2 separate regions of the Mus musculus genome follow, and region 1 is linked to region 2. A link is a contact called in public Hi-C data. All regions are on one chromosome and are shown on one strand. Each heading gives the region's core, a stretch centred on a gene start, on an enhancer-like site or on the middle of the called end of the contact. The rest is flanking DNA. Distances are from core to core; before and after follow the strand shown. Region 1 holds the start of Gpr6 (G protein-coupled receptor 6). Region 2 has its middle 17 kb from the start of Gm48057.

What was found. Hi-C and Micro-C count contacts between places; a contact is called where the count stands out from the background.
Region 1: a contact with region 2 is called in a Hi-C map of cortical neurons, with 2.9 times the contacts expected there. The contact joins the promoter of Gpr6 here to the enhancer-like site in region 2. A contact is called at or near these places in 7 of 39 promoter capture datasets (3T3-L1-derived adipocytes, the HPC-7 cell line, embryonic stem cells and 3 more), 9 of 484 Hi-C or Micro-C datasets (the N1E-115 cell line, cerebellar granule neurons, cerebral cortex and 4 more), 2 of 115 datasets of contacts at active chromatin or transcription factors (both in embryonic stem cells) and 1 of 9 other capture datasets (pancreatic islet).

What each region holds. Positions count from the first base shown.
Region 1 is chr10:41,069,572-41,076,054 of GRCm38.p6, forward strand. Gpr6 (G protein-coupled receptor 6) reads right to left here and starts at 2,719. Exons shown (of 2, transcript NM_199058.2): 1 at 2,556-2,719; 2 at 406-2,032. The coding sequence starts at 2,013. The coding sequence ends at 922.
Region 2 is chr10:41,014,124-41,021,358 of GRCm38.p6, forward strand. No RefSeq gene overlaps it. Among named protein-coding and RNA genes, the nearest start is that of Gm48057, 17 kb to the right of the region's middle. Within about 2 kb of position 2,563, at least 8 of the 459 cell types and tissues checked have an H3K27ac peak or open chromatin away from gene starts, as enhancers often do. A contact at or near this core is called in cortical neurons and epiblast stem cells, where this site is marked.

The DNA of each region.
Region 1 (6,483 bases), core at 1,469-3,968, 56 kb after region 2:
TTTTATTAGGCACTATACCTGGCTACCAGACCTGGCTAGCAACAGTCTGAACAAGCCATGTTGATAACCTTGCCATATTTGTAAAGCTTCACTGGGAAGTTGTGGCTTCAGAGTTTACAGCTGTACCTATGTGACTTGAATTGTTTTGACCTCTGAAACATGTTCTCCCAACCTGGTCTCCAAGGGAGCACATTAGCTTGCACAGTAACAACCAGGCCTTTTCATGTTCTGGGAATGCCATATGTGAATGCTACTCCCTCCATGACTCTACCCTACCCCATGATCCGGATCTGGTATTTCATGTGGCTATCCCTGGAAGGAGATGATAGATATGTAATAGACTTTTTACAAACACACTCACAATTCAGCTTCCAATTAATTCCAAAATCCACCACATAGCCAAGATTATATTTTTATAATGTGTTTATTTGTGTACAAAATATGTTGTAGTTTACGATGCATGTGCAGCAAAATACTCTATCACATACAACAAAAATACATCTTAGACTCCCTTTCTCCTGCTCTTGGGGATGGCAACACTGTCTTGGCATTTCAGCAGCTAAAAATAAAGTGCTATTATTAAGCAGTATTGGAATGTCTTCACTTGACAAATGTGATGTACGATTGAGTATACAACCACATTTTGTTTGGTTTTCACAGAACAGGAAGCTCCAGGTCCTGAACACCTCAGAAGATACAAAGATTTGTATATATATGTACACATGTATACACTGTATATGTAAAATGCCAACAAGCCTCTTTGTCTGAGTCAGTTCGTTGCGTTCACGTTCAGTCCCTTTGCTCCAGCAGAGTCAGATTTGCACCACTGACACCTCAAGAGTTCATCAGCAGGCACCTTGACGCTCACCAAAGGCTGGCATGTTGGGTTTGTGGTGTTTGTGAGGGAACACGAGGAGCCCTTCAGACCTCACTGGGGGACCTGGAGCGGAAGGGCACTTTGGATTGGAAACAGCCACAGAACAGGAGCCACAAGGCACGCTGGATCTCCTGGTTGCGGAAGGCATAGATGATGGGATTGATCATGGAGTTATAGGTGGCAGGCAACAGGGTGGCATAAGTGTAGATGGCCGGGTCCTCTTGGCTACCCACCACACAATAGATGGCGAAGGGCAGCCAGCTGGCCCCAAAAGTGCCTAGCACCACGGCCAAAGTTCCCACTCCCTTTCTGGTGGCTGCTAAGTGGGGCGGTGCTAGGCAATGCTGTTGCAAAGCGATCTGGTGGGCGTGGCGCCAGACCACCTGGCAGATGCGCACGTACAAGTGCAGCATGATGCCAAAGACCACGAAGAAGGAAGTAGAGAGCAACGCCACATGGCTGCGTGTCAGGGGGCGCACCACGCTGCAGGACGTGCGGTCGGCCAAGCAGTTCCAGCCTAGAACAGGCAGCAACCCCAACCCGAGGGACACTGTCCAGGTGGCTGCTAGCAAGAGGTGCACGCCCAACAGGGTCCGGCGCGAGTAGTAGGTGAGCGCGTTGTACAAAGACAGGTAACGGTCAACTGTGATAGCAAGCAGGCTGCTGACTGAGGCGGCAAAGGACGCCACCAGGAAGCCCACCATGAGCAGGCTCACAGTCTCCGAGGGCACCACGTACTGGAACACGAAGTGTAAGATGAGGCCACAGCCCGCCAACAGGTCAGCAGTGGCCAGACTACCCACGAGCACAAACATGGGCGTGCGCAGCGCGGGAGTGGACGCGATGAGCGCCACCACCAGCGCATTTTCGCCTGCGATCACAGTTCCCGACACGCACAGCAGCACATCCCAGGGATTCACTGCCGAAAGCAGTAGTCCCGAGGGCCCTGCTGGCAGCTGAGAAGACAGCTCCAGTGACCCGTTAGGTCCGCCGCCGCCTCCCAGCGCTGCGGATGCTGCTGGGGGTCCCCATTCGCCGGTGTCCGGTGCCCCTGCTGCTGTAGCCGCAGCTGCCGCTCCCTCGGCCGCTACTGCCACCACTTGGGACTCGTTGAGCGCGGCGGCGCTAGCGTTCATCGCCGCTAGATGTTGCTCCCTGCACAAAAGGGACCGCAGATTGTCAGGTGCACTGCCCAAGCTACCGATGAACTTTCCCCGCTCTAACTGCTTCACTTAAATTGCTTATCTCACCTCAGGAACACGCACGGAGCGCAGTGGGGGAAGTGGGGGAAAAGTGAGAACCCCAATAAATAAGCACCTGTTGAGTGAATGAATGAACGGAATATACGGGGTTTCTGAGCTTTGGCAGAGGTGCATAGATAGATTCCACTACGCACTAGCATGCATGAACACCCTAAAACAAATCAACCTAGAGAGTCATCTCTTTGCAAGCCTGAGCTGGGCAAAGCCGCTGTCCGCGGTCCTGAAAGAGAAGTTTGAGAGCCAGAGACCCCAGGTCTGGAACTGGGGATTGAAAGGCTAAGGGGGGAATCTGCTAAGGTGCAGTGGTCAAGCCTTGCTCCAATTCTTTGACTCCTGGACGGACTCACTCCAGGACTGCCTTTTACCCCCTCGCCTTCCCCAGAAGCTCAAAGTACCCTTAGGAGCCCGCTGCTCACCTGGGGAGTCAGGGATCCCGGGAGTCTCTGGTCATGCGCTCCGCGGCTGTGTGCCTGGCTATCCTCCCTGCGCGGTCCGAGCAGCTGCCTGCAGAAGGCTGCCCCGCGTCAAAGAGGAAAGTACTGGTCGCCTGTCGCTGAGCCACCTTCGCTGCGAGTGAGAGGCAGTGGCAGAGATGGCAGGCTGCGAGCTGCGAGCTGCGCGCCTGCCCGAGATTGACAGGCGGGGTCCGGTGACGTCAGGCTCTGGGTTCTGGTTTCAGTGCATTACTAGCCACACCCGCCAGGCCAATCCTTCTTGACATTTCCCCACCCCTCACAGAAACATTTCAGAGAGATCCAGAAGGAAGGAGAAGCCAGAGTCTCTACCAGTCCAGATACCTCCAGGAATGGGATGGGGCTGAGAGGAGAGAGAGAGAAAGGATTGAAGAGAGCCTGAGGCCAGGCGAAAGAGGGTGAGCTGGAAAAGGAAGGCGAGGGGTGAGTGACAATAAGCCACATAGCAAAGGCCAGAGCCAAGGACCACTGAAACGAAGAAGCCACGGAGAAGGGGCGGTTGGGGCATCTGTAAAGGAGAGAGAGAGAGAGAAGTTCTCTTTGTAAGAGTGTTTATAGCGTTTGTGCCACTTGGCTATAGCCAGGGAAGAAACACAGAGCCGAGAAAAAAGACAAGATAAAAGGACAAGACTGGAAACCGTTTCTTTTTCCAGAGATTTACCCGAGGAATCCTCCCCCCCCCCCACCGTCCCCGTCCCCGTCATCTTTCTGAGCCCTCCCCTGCAGGTTCCACCACTATCTGATCTCTGCCCTTCTTGCTGGTGCCCTTGCAACTGCTCTTTAACTGAAGACAAGGTCTGTGTCTTGTTAGAAAAGAAGAAAACAGCAAAATGTGATTTACTTTCCTGGCAACAGACTTTGCCCTGCTAATTACTACCTTATAAAACAAATTATAGGACCAAAATAGTGATAAGTCAGCTGCACAAGACTTCAGTAGGCACGGGTTTTATTTTCAGCCCAGATAAATCACCCTTTTGGTTCAAAGGTGTTTTGGTTTGTCAGTAAAAATGCAAGTATTTGTCTCTTTCCTTTGTAACGAGACAGAATCTCCAATAGCTGTACTTGGGCCAAAAGCTAACGCAGCTGACTCTGTAAGAGGCTCTAAAAGAAATGAATACACACTGCTATTACAAGGCTGGACTGGGGCCACTGCTGTGGCCTTCACACATTACATGAAAAAAAAGCAACATACATTGTAGGTGCTTCTTGCCTCCTCCCAGCCAGTGCATATAAAGGAGGGGGGAAAGGAAAGGAGGGAGAGAGAGAGAGAGAGAGAGAGAGAGAGAGAGAGAGAGAGAGAGAGAGACTGAGACTCAGCAGGCCCATAGTCTGGGGGAGCATAGGGATGCTTGTGTTGGCTACTTTATAGACAGGACCTCCCAAACCACCCCTGCTCCTGCCTCAGTGCACCTGAACTTACCTGGGAGATGGCTCATGCCTAAGAATGCCCAGTTCTTCATGGCAACAGCCAATGCTGGGCTATGCATGAATTTACCCACCATTTGGGGGGTTTTGAGACTTAACACATTCCACCATTGTCATGAACATAAAACTCAGTGAAGCTTCACATTTCTGAGTTTCAGTGGAAGACTGTCATGTCAGTGCCAAGAACTTTGCTTCAGAGCTGTCGACTGAACTGTCAAACCGCTGCCGTAGCACGATGACTGCAAAGTTTGCAAATGATTCTGTCTGGTACAGGCTCAAATCCTCACTCGTGGCCAGGCCAACACAAAATCTTATTATGAGTGTGTGTGTGTGTGTGTGAGATTTTTTTCCCCTTGGAGCTTGATCACGTGGTTCTTAAGCATGAACATCATAAATGATAACACTGTTGCAATGCCAAAAGATGCACATGCCTGGCAGGAGAGGTTCAAGTCTGTTACAGTTTCACAGCCAGCCTACAGAGAATGGATCTGAGCTAACCTTACCCCTCTGTCCCTCACCTCCTCCTTCTCCCTTCCACCTCCTCCCTCCCCATCCACTCCCCTGTTTCTCTTCAGAAAAGGGCAGACCTCCCAGGGATATCAACCAAACGTGGCACATCAAGTTTCACTAAGATTAGGCACCTCCTCTCATATTAAGGCTGGGCGAGGCAACCAAGCACGAGGACAAGGGACCCAAAAGCAGGCAAAAGCATCAGAAATAGTCCCTGCTCCTTCTGTTAGGAGTCCCACAAAAACACCACACCACACAACTATAACAGATATCCTGAGGGCCTAGGTTAGACCCATGCAGGCTCCCTGATTATTAATTAAATCTCAGTGAGCCCCTATGAGTCCAGGTTTGTTGATTTTGTGGGTTTTCTTGTGGAATTCCTTGACCCTCTGGCTCCTCTGATCCTCACAGCCCCCTCTTCAGCACGAATTTTTGAACTCCACCTAATGTTTGTTGGTGGTGGGTCTCTGCATCTGATTCCATCAGTTGCTGGATGAAACCTCTCTGACAACTGAGTTAGGCATCAATCTGAGAGTATAGCTGAATATTATTGGTTATCATCTCATTGACTTTGTTTTGGCATGGCAACTCTTATAAGGAAAACATTTAATTGGGGCTGGCTTACAGTTTTGGAGATTAGTCCATTGTCATCATGGCAGGAAGCAGGGTGCTGGAGAAGGACACACTTTCAGCAAGGCCGCACAACCTAATGTCACTCCCTAAGCATTCAAATATATGAATCCATGAGGGCCAATTGTATTCAAGCCACTATCAGGGTAAGATGGCTCATGAGATATGATTCATGACTGCAGAGGAAGGTTGGTGAACTGCCTTTAGGTCATGGAGTTCTTTCTTAGACGTAGGTCTGAGACCAGATAGGACACATTCTTTTAACTCTCTCTCTCCCCATCTCATCTTTTGGGAGATAGATAGGAAAGAAAAAATGTTATAGTTATTATATGTGTGTATATTAGATATAATTAATTGTCTACCTTACCTATTGATCATACACAAGATCCTGCTCTTGCAAGGGTCTACTAGAATGTTCAGCCTGTAAATAACACACCATGTTCCACTACAGTCCACCCCTTGTCCCATACAGCAGATCGGAGGAGCATGGATCACCCATCCTTTGCTTGACTGGTGACCAAAATCTTTTCTCTTGAAACTTTGACCTGAAGATGACATAACAATGGCCATTCGGTGCTGGCTCTGGACCTTATGTGTGATAATCAGCCAGGGTTGGAGCACTCACATTGGACCTTAGACAGAGTGCACAGCCAGAGCAAGCTAGGTGGCACGAAAAAATCAAACTGACCTGTGAGAGGAGCAGAGTTGGACGTGAACAAGTGAGCAAGAGCAAGCTGTGTGAGGTGTGACCTCAGCCATGAAGAAGTGGCTGGCTTCTGGTTCTGTGTGTCTGTCTAGCCAGCATCCTGGGAGCCTTGAAACTTCCCTTTATGTCTCCACCACAAAACTTCCTAGCTTTGAACTACCTTGAGTCCGTTTTCATCCTGTGAATTCTTTGGGCTTGATAAAAGTACGTAACAAAGTATATTATTCAGGTACCAGCTTGTCTTATCCTGGTTACATTTTGGGAGTCCTTGAATTTTGATTCCTTACTTGCAGTCATAGTTTAGCATTGTTATAAGCAATCCAGTGACAGGCCCACTGTAGCCTCTGCTTCTTCACAGTCCAGCACTCCCCAGTGTGAACATGGGCAAATTTGCTCTGTCTGTCTCATCTGTCATTCCCCCCTCCCCTCTTGTCCCCTTAGCATCTTTCTCATCTCAGTCTATTTCAGTGGCTCTCAACCCTCACTGTGCGTCAGAACTACCTGGAAAGCTGCACCTTCCCAGCCCCCTGTCTCTGGACTTCTTGCCCAGGGATTGATTTATTTGATCTGAAGTGATGCCTATGCATTTTATTTGATGCC
Region 2 (7,235 bases), core at 1,313-3,812:
GGGCTCACAGACTCCTCTGTTCCTAACGATAGTGCTGTCTCTGATTAGCAGAGCTATCCTCCTTGTTCACTAGTCTTAGACTCAGAAACAGGCATGAGAGAGCTACCCTCTCCGCTAGTGAAATATGATTGAGGGTTTGTTCCTTGGGAAGGAGGCCTGATGGTGGTTTTGAAGATGCCCACACTTCAAAGTTTAGCATCCCTCTCTCTAGTCTGCTGCACATACAGGCACCTGCTAGCTCTGGTGAGGACCGGAGATTCCATCTGGTGATCTAGATTTAAATTCTGTACCTTCCTCAATGTCTACACCCCTAACACTTCCTGAAACACTTCCTCTTGTCCAGATGGCCTGCTAGGACTTCCAGTTAAGCACACTGACCTCCCTGTTCTCAGACTATCTCCTTATCTCCAGAAATTGGCCACAAATTCTTTGTGCTCCATCTTCTAGGTCAGCTTCCCTGTAATGCAGAAAGCTACCTTACTTTCCAGGGAAGAGGATTGGTATTCACCGCTCTTGAGTTGAGCTTAAAGGATAGCTGCTGGCAAAGGTGGCCAAGGTTGTCTTGCAATGCTAAGTCATTGTAGACCCAACAATTTGCCATAGTCTGCTTACCTATTTTTGCACCAAAATGAAACAAGGAACTATTTTACCCTGGCCTCCAAGACTTCATCTGGGCTTCATGAGGAAAGGGAAGGACAGGAAAGGTCACAGGGTCCCTGATGTCTGTTTCCGAAGCCAGAGTCCCTTAGGCAGCATCCAGTTGGTTTCCCAGCAACAGAAAAAGCAGCGTCATTTGAGGTTGCTCAGGGTACCTAGGAGCAGGCCATAATCCAGGCTTTAGAATGCCTTCCTTTTGGCCACTTCCCTAGAGCTTGGTAGAGTCAGCTGGGCACTGAGGAGGACAAACCTGCAGGTGCTGGGACTAGGGAGGCCAGGGCCAGGATAAATGCAGAGTCTTCCATGCAGCCGTTTCCAGTTTCCTGTCTGGGTCATCCCTCCTTCCTTCTGAATCCAGACGGCTTTGTATTAAATGAATTTTATGGGGGAGGGGTTTGCTACACTCTATATCCCATTTAGCTCCCAAATAAGAGACACAGAAACCTGGTATTTTGTTTACAAGCTGTTGCCACTGTGCTGGGCAGATTCTGAGCTATTTTAACGCTGCTGGATTGTCAATAATCAGATAAATGCCCCATTATTCACCATCTGCATCTGGTTCTGTTCCAGGTGTGTCCTTAAGGTGATTTTTCTCTTGGCCATGTGCTCATAATCTATCCTGCCTCACAGAGACTTCCTTCTCTCTCCTCTCTCCTCGTGGTTATAGCACATTGGTCAATACAATGCCCATGTCCAGACTGCAACCTGATCTTGGGGCCCAGAACTCAGCAGCTAATACACAGCACACAAAACCAGCCCCAACAGCTTTGCTTGCTTCCATTAGAGCATTTGGTGTGCTGCATTGAAGTCATTGGCAATTGTCACCAGATGAAATGTCTAGGTCTTCACCAGCTGCAGTGGGCACATGTGTGTGCAGCAGAATGTGAAGAGGGGGCTGCAAAACTCTGCAGTCTGGTCATCTTCAGGACCACCATCAGGCCCCCTGCCTGAGGAGCAAACGCTCAATCATATTTCACCAGGAGAGAGGCCATGGAGGGGCGTGTCCAGGGCACTACATAGGGCATTCGGAGGTATTCATTTTTTTATTCATGCATGTGTGCATGCCTGCACCTGCTCCACAAATATGCAGTGCCAGTGGCGACCAGAAGAGGGTGTCAGATTCCCTGGAACTGGAGTTACAGATAGCTGTGAGCTGACATGCTCTTACAGTCTCTTGGAGAACAGCAAGTGCTCTTAACTACAGAGCCATTCTTCAGCCCCCAGAACTTTTTTCTTTTTCTGATAGGATCTCATGTTTACCAGGCTGACTTTCCTCTAGTTATGTAGCCAAGAACCGACCTTGAGCTTCTGACTCTTATGCTTTGAGTTTCTGAGTTCAGGGTTACAGGTCTTCCCTACCATGTCCAGTTTATGCAGTGCTGGGAATCGAACCCAGGGCTTCAGGCATGCTAGGCAAACACTCCATCAACTGAGCCACAACTCCATTGCCCCATCCCTTTTGAGACAAGGTTTTACTCTGTAGCTCAGGTTAGCCCTGAACTCACAATAATCCTGCCTCAGCTGTTTGAGCATGGGGATTACCAGTCTGACTAGCCTCATCTGACAAGAATATATTTGCATCATGGTGCGTCCTGAGCTTGCTGGAAAAAAAAAATAAGTGTTAAATTTTAATTCTTCCTTCGCAGGCAGTTCCAGGTAGATCTCTTTCTTGGGTCCTAAATGACACAAAGGAGCTGTGGGGGATCACAGAGGGCTTCCCAGCATGGGGACCTGAGAGCAGCTGGTTGACAGTCTGAGCTGGGTGAGGGGAGGGGTCTTTAGCCCTTGAGATAGCTTAGTGACCTCAGGAACCTGGGCCTGCATCTCCTCATTTCTCTGCCCTCATTTGCCAGCAAAGCCCTATCCCTTCCCTTCCCAGCTCGGCCATGTGCCGCATGAGGTTCCAGGCAGCACACGTCTGTTTTTAGCTTGTGCCTCACGTGTGCTCGGCTAACTTAATAAGCTCTCTATAGGGCTAGCTTTCTGGAGAGACTGTTGCTAAGGGCCAGTCACACATTTCTCACTGTGTTGTGATGGAAACGTGATTAAATGCTGATCTGGGCACAGCACAACCTCAAGAAGTGTTTGGCTGGAGTGGGGTTTCATGGGCCAATGGGGCTAACCTTGTGACTTCAGCAAACGACTGGAATGCTAACACACCAGGAAGTAGGGGGCTGTGAGGACCCCAGGTGCATGCATTTGAAGCATATGTTTACTTGGACAGCTCTGCCTGAGCACAGCCAGGGGTCGCCTGCAGCAGGAGTCATGTGGCCCTGCCTGCAGGTGTGGATGAGCAGTTGCCTGTGGGAGTCATTGCTCCCTCAGCAGCTGGAGGCTGTGGAGCCTAAGTGAGGTAAAGAAGGGTTGCAGAGGAGACGGGCAGCAGACCTTTGGGAAGTGAGATTTTGAATAGAACCCTGACACACCAGTCTGGATGAGGGAAAGTGAGGAATCCTTCCTTAACAGGGCAGGGAGGATTAGTGTGAATGTCCACCTCAAGAACGAGCCACTCTGCAAAATTGTAGCCATGGTCATACTCACTGACACAGGCCTGTCGACACTCTTTCTAGGTGACTCCTCTTTCTACCTTCATAATTGCCCCGAAAAATTGCTATAGTTATTCTCATTTTACAGATGAAAACCGAAGCACTGAGAGGTGACATGGATTGCCTCCAGTCACAAGGTTTCTGACTCTAAAACATCCTAGGATTGGGACATTTGAAGGTGAGCTGACAGGAAGAGGGCTGGTGGGCAGAACAGTGACACTTGGCAAGAATAGTCAGCTGCCTCCAACAGCTTGGCCTAGATCCTGTGGCCCAAGGGTCTCTAAAGGGAATTCTGCAGAAATTGGCACAGCTTTGTGAAGTATACGCAGATCGGTCTGAATTCACACACAGGTCTGGTTGCAGCAGAAGTTACACACTGATAACCCACTACAAGTTGAAACTGGCAGGAGCTGAAAATGCATTTGGTATCCTAAGCTACCAAACATGACCACTTAGCAGCATGGAGTACTAGACAGTATTTTTGGTTATTTCCACTCATGACTGTAAACTTCTTCACAATGAAAGCACCTTACAAAATTGTCTGTCCCTTCCACCAGAAAAGATCCGAATTCCAACTTCCACGTACGGTTTCTACTCAGTGTGAATGGATAAGTAAGTGGAGAGATTATGCCATGTTTGTGGAAAGATTCGTTGTTCTTAAAATGTCAATTCTTTCCAAATTAATCTACAGACTAAATGTATTTACAATGAAAATATCAGAGGTAGTTGGGTGTGCTGGTGGACCCTACCTGGGCTCTCAGTGCTCAGGAGGCTGGAGCAGAAAGATGAGCACAGGTTTCAGGCTATCCTGGGCTACAGAGTGAGACTCTGAATCAAAGAAGGAAGGGAGGGAGGGAAGGAGGGAGGGAGGGAGGGAAGGAGGGAGAGAGGGAGGGAGGGAGGGAGAGAGGGAGGGAGGTAGAGAGGGAGGGAGGGAGGAAGGAAGGGAGGGAGGGAAGGAGGGAGAGAGGGAGGGAGGGAGGGAGGGAGGGAGAGAGGGAGGGAGGGAGGAAGGGAGGGAGGGAGGGAGGGAGGGAGGGAGGGAGGGAGGAAGGAAGAAAGGAAGAGAGGGAGGGAGGAAGGGAGGGAGGGAGAAAGGAAGGGGGGGAAGGAGGGAGGGAATGGGGGAGGGAAGGAGGGAGGGAGGGAGAAAGGGGAAAAAGCCCAAAGGGAATTCTGCAGAAATTGGCAAACTGATTTTTAAAAATGGTAGAGAAATGCAAATGATCTAGAATAGCCTAAAATTTTTTAATTTAAAAATTGACTTTGATTAAAATATTGATTCATAAGAGCAAATTTGGAGGGTTTTACAGCTTAATATACACTTCCATTAACGTGTAGCTGTAGCCTTTAAAGCACCAAGCTTTTCAAAGCAGAAACTGTGGGTCGGATGAAGCAGAGATTTCATGATCAGGGAGGGGCAGAGACATGGAGGATTCACAGGCCAGGTGCACTGGTTAGTTCCATGTCAACTAGACACAAGCTATTGTCATCAGAGGGGAGGGAGAACCTGGCATGTGAGTGTGACAAGCCTGTGTGGTCAACAGTTTCTGTACATTGGAAGGCTAATGAGAGAGAAATGAGAATGGCAGATGTCAAGTCCCAAAGAAACCTGGGAGACTTTTGGTATAGCATTGGAAATGTAAATGAGCTAAATACCTAATAAAAAATGGGAAAAAAAAAAAAGAAACCTGGGAGAAACTCAAAGAAACTCTGTACCAGTGGCTCCTCCCAGCACTTCTCGCCCCGCCCTCTACCTTAAACCTCTCCAGCCTGGGGGCGGGGCTTCTCTTCCCCTAGCATCTGAATCTCTAAATTCTGGCATCTGCCTCTTTCAGCCGCTTCCTCCCTCCACCTTCTCTAACCCGTAGTGTCTCTTCTCTTACTCTGTATATGTCTTCTCTATCTCTTCAGCTCCTGGAGCCTGCTACTCTTCCTGGGCAGCTCTTTATTAAAACAGTTACCCCTCTTCCTAACAGCTACACCCTCCCACCCTCCTGGGCCTATAAATTGTGACCCTTGTCCCTCATGGTTCCTCACCCCGCCCCATCCCATCCCCAAGCTTCGTGCTATGGTCTGCAGGTTCTCTATGCTCTCTGGGCCTCTACAGTATGGTGCTGGAATCCTTCCATAGGTGGAATTCTTCACTGCAACCCCGTTTTCTGATGCTCAGCTCCCTCTTGGACCTTATAGGAACTCTTCCAGAGGAGTTCAGGTTTACGACCCTTTTTCCTTTTCCCCTTAGAATCAATTTCCTCCTTGGACTCATAGGATTTTTATTAAAGCCTTGAAATCTTACTGCAAAGAGCTTGGTCTCAGAACAACTCAGGCAACGGCCCAAAATTGGCACACTCATCCCCCAAATCCTAACACTTCTGCCACCGCACAAATAAATGATCCCCAAACCTCTTTTATCTAAGTTTTATCTGCTCTACAACTCCCAAACTCCCTATTTTCCACTCTTCTAAATCTTTTATCTCTAAGATTTCTCTACATTCTGCTCTCAAGAAGTCTTTTAAGACTAGTATGTAGATACTTTTTTATTTGGGGATTTGTAAATTCATTAAGTGTGGTTAAAGAATCTGCAAAATCTATAATAAAAAGTTAGCTTAATACTTGTAACAAAAGGTTGAATCTTATGTGATTCATTTTTTAAAAACTTAAATTCAATTTTTGTTTAGGAAAATTGATGTTTTTAAATAGCAACCATGTGGCTTTCCTTCACCTTGGCTGATGACCTCATCATGATGGAGGCAAGCGTGCGGCTGGCAGCCATTTTTACTAAGGTTAGAGAGTACATACCTGCAACTTCACCACAATCTTGGTTAAGGTGACCATGTGGTATAAACCAACTAAAGAGATAATTATAGAATGTCTTAGCCTCACTGAGCACTCTGTTTATCACTGTATCTTCTTTTTAGATTAAGGAGGCAACAGCAGGTCTCCAAATATATTGGATTAGGATGGATTTTCATGTTATGAAAAGTTCATGAAGATAAACTCAGAAGCTGACACAGAGGTATATATCTAACTACTTATGTTTTTGTGAGCTGTGTTCAACACCAGATAAATTCTAAAAGATAAATTCCCAGATAAATTCCAAAGGTCTACTCAACAGCTACTGACTTGAAGATAAATGTCTACCCTCTTTGTCTTTATTAACTTTATTAAGCTTTGGATATTTGGATAAACCAAGTCTTACAAGAGTGTGACAGTCTGTAATGGTGCACTATAAACGGATAAAGTTCCCAGTTTCTCTACGGACTGTATTTATGGTTTAAAGTTTCATTTTTGATGCTAAAGTATCTTCAATGAAATCTTCAACTCAAATTATTAAGGCTCAAACTTAACATTAATTGACTTTATAAAATTTAAATCTTAATTTTATCAAAATTACTAACTTGTAAACTGTTAAAGATAATTAAGACATGCAGGTTAATGCTCTATCACCTCATAAATGACCAAATTTTTTAATGTGCTCAGAACTTATTCATAGTCATGCTAAGTTCCAACGCAATTTATTTACAGTGTCAAGCAGAACTTATCCATAGTCATCTACGTTCAAACGCAGTGTATTTACAGTGACAAGCTTGGTTTAGCTTCCTATGTTTGTATTTCAAGGTTAAGTCTAGAGCAGGTAACTAAATGCATGTATAGGATGTTTCAAATAAGGTATGCTTGATATGTGATAGTTCTCAAATTCTTCTGCTGAATATGGCATTTAAAATGTTTAATTAAAACAAAAAAGGTTTCCTGTAATAAACAAAAATTCTAGCTCCTAGAGGCAACCCTAAGATCTCCAAAGAAGACCATGGGGCACAGACAACTCTACCTGGATTTTGGCAGTGCTAACCACTGAGAAGAACTGTCCCACGCCTCACCCAGCATCAGAGCCCTGCCTGTCAAATGCTGTGGACACTGTAGGGTTGACTGCCTCATCAAGGTGGGTCAGTTTTCCCAGGTTTCTCCTCCACAGGAAAAATCTCTTGGATCTTCTGGGACTAGCAGCCAAAGGCCTATGCTGTTCTGTGC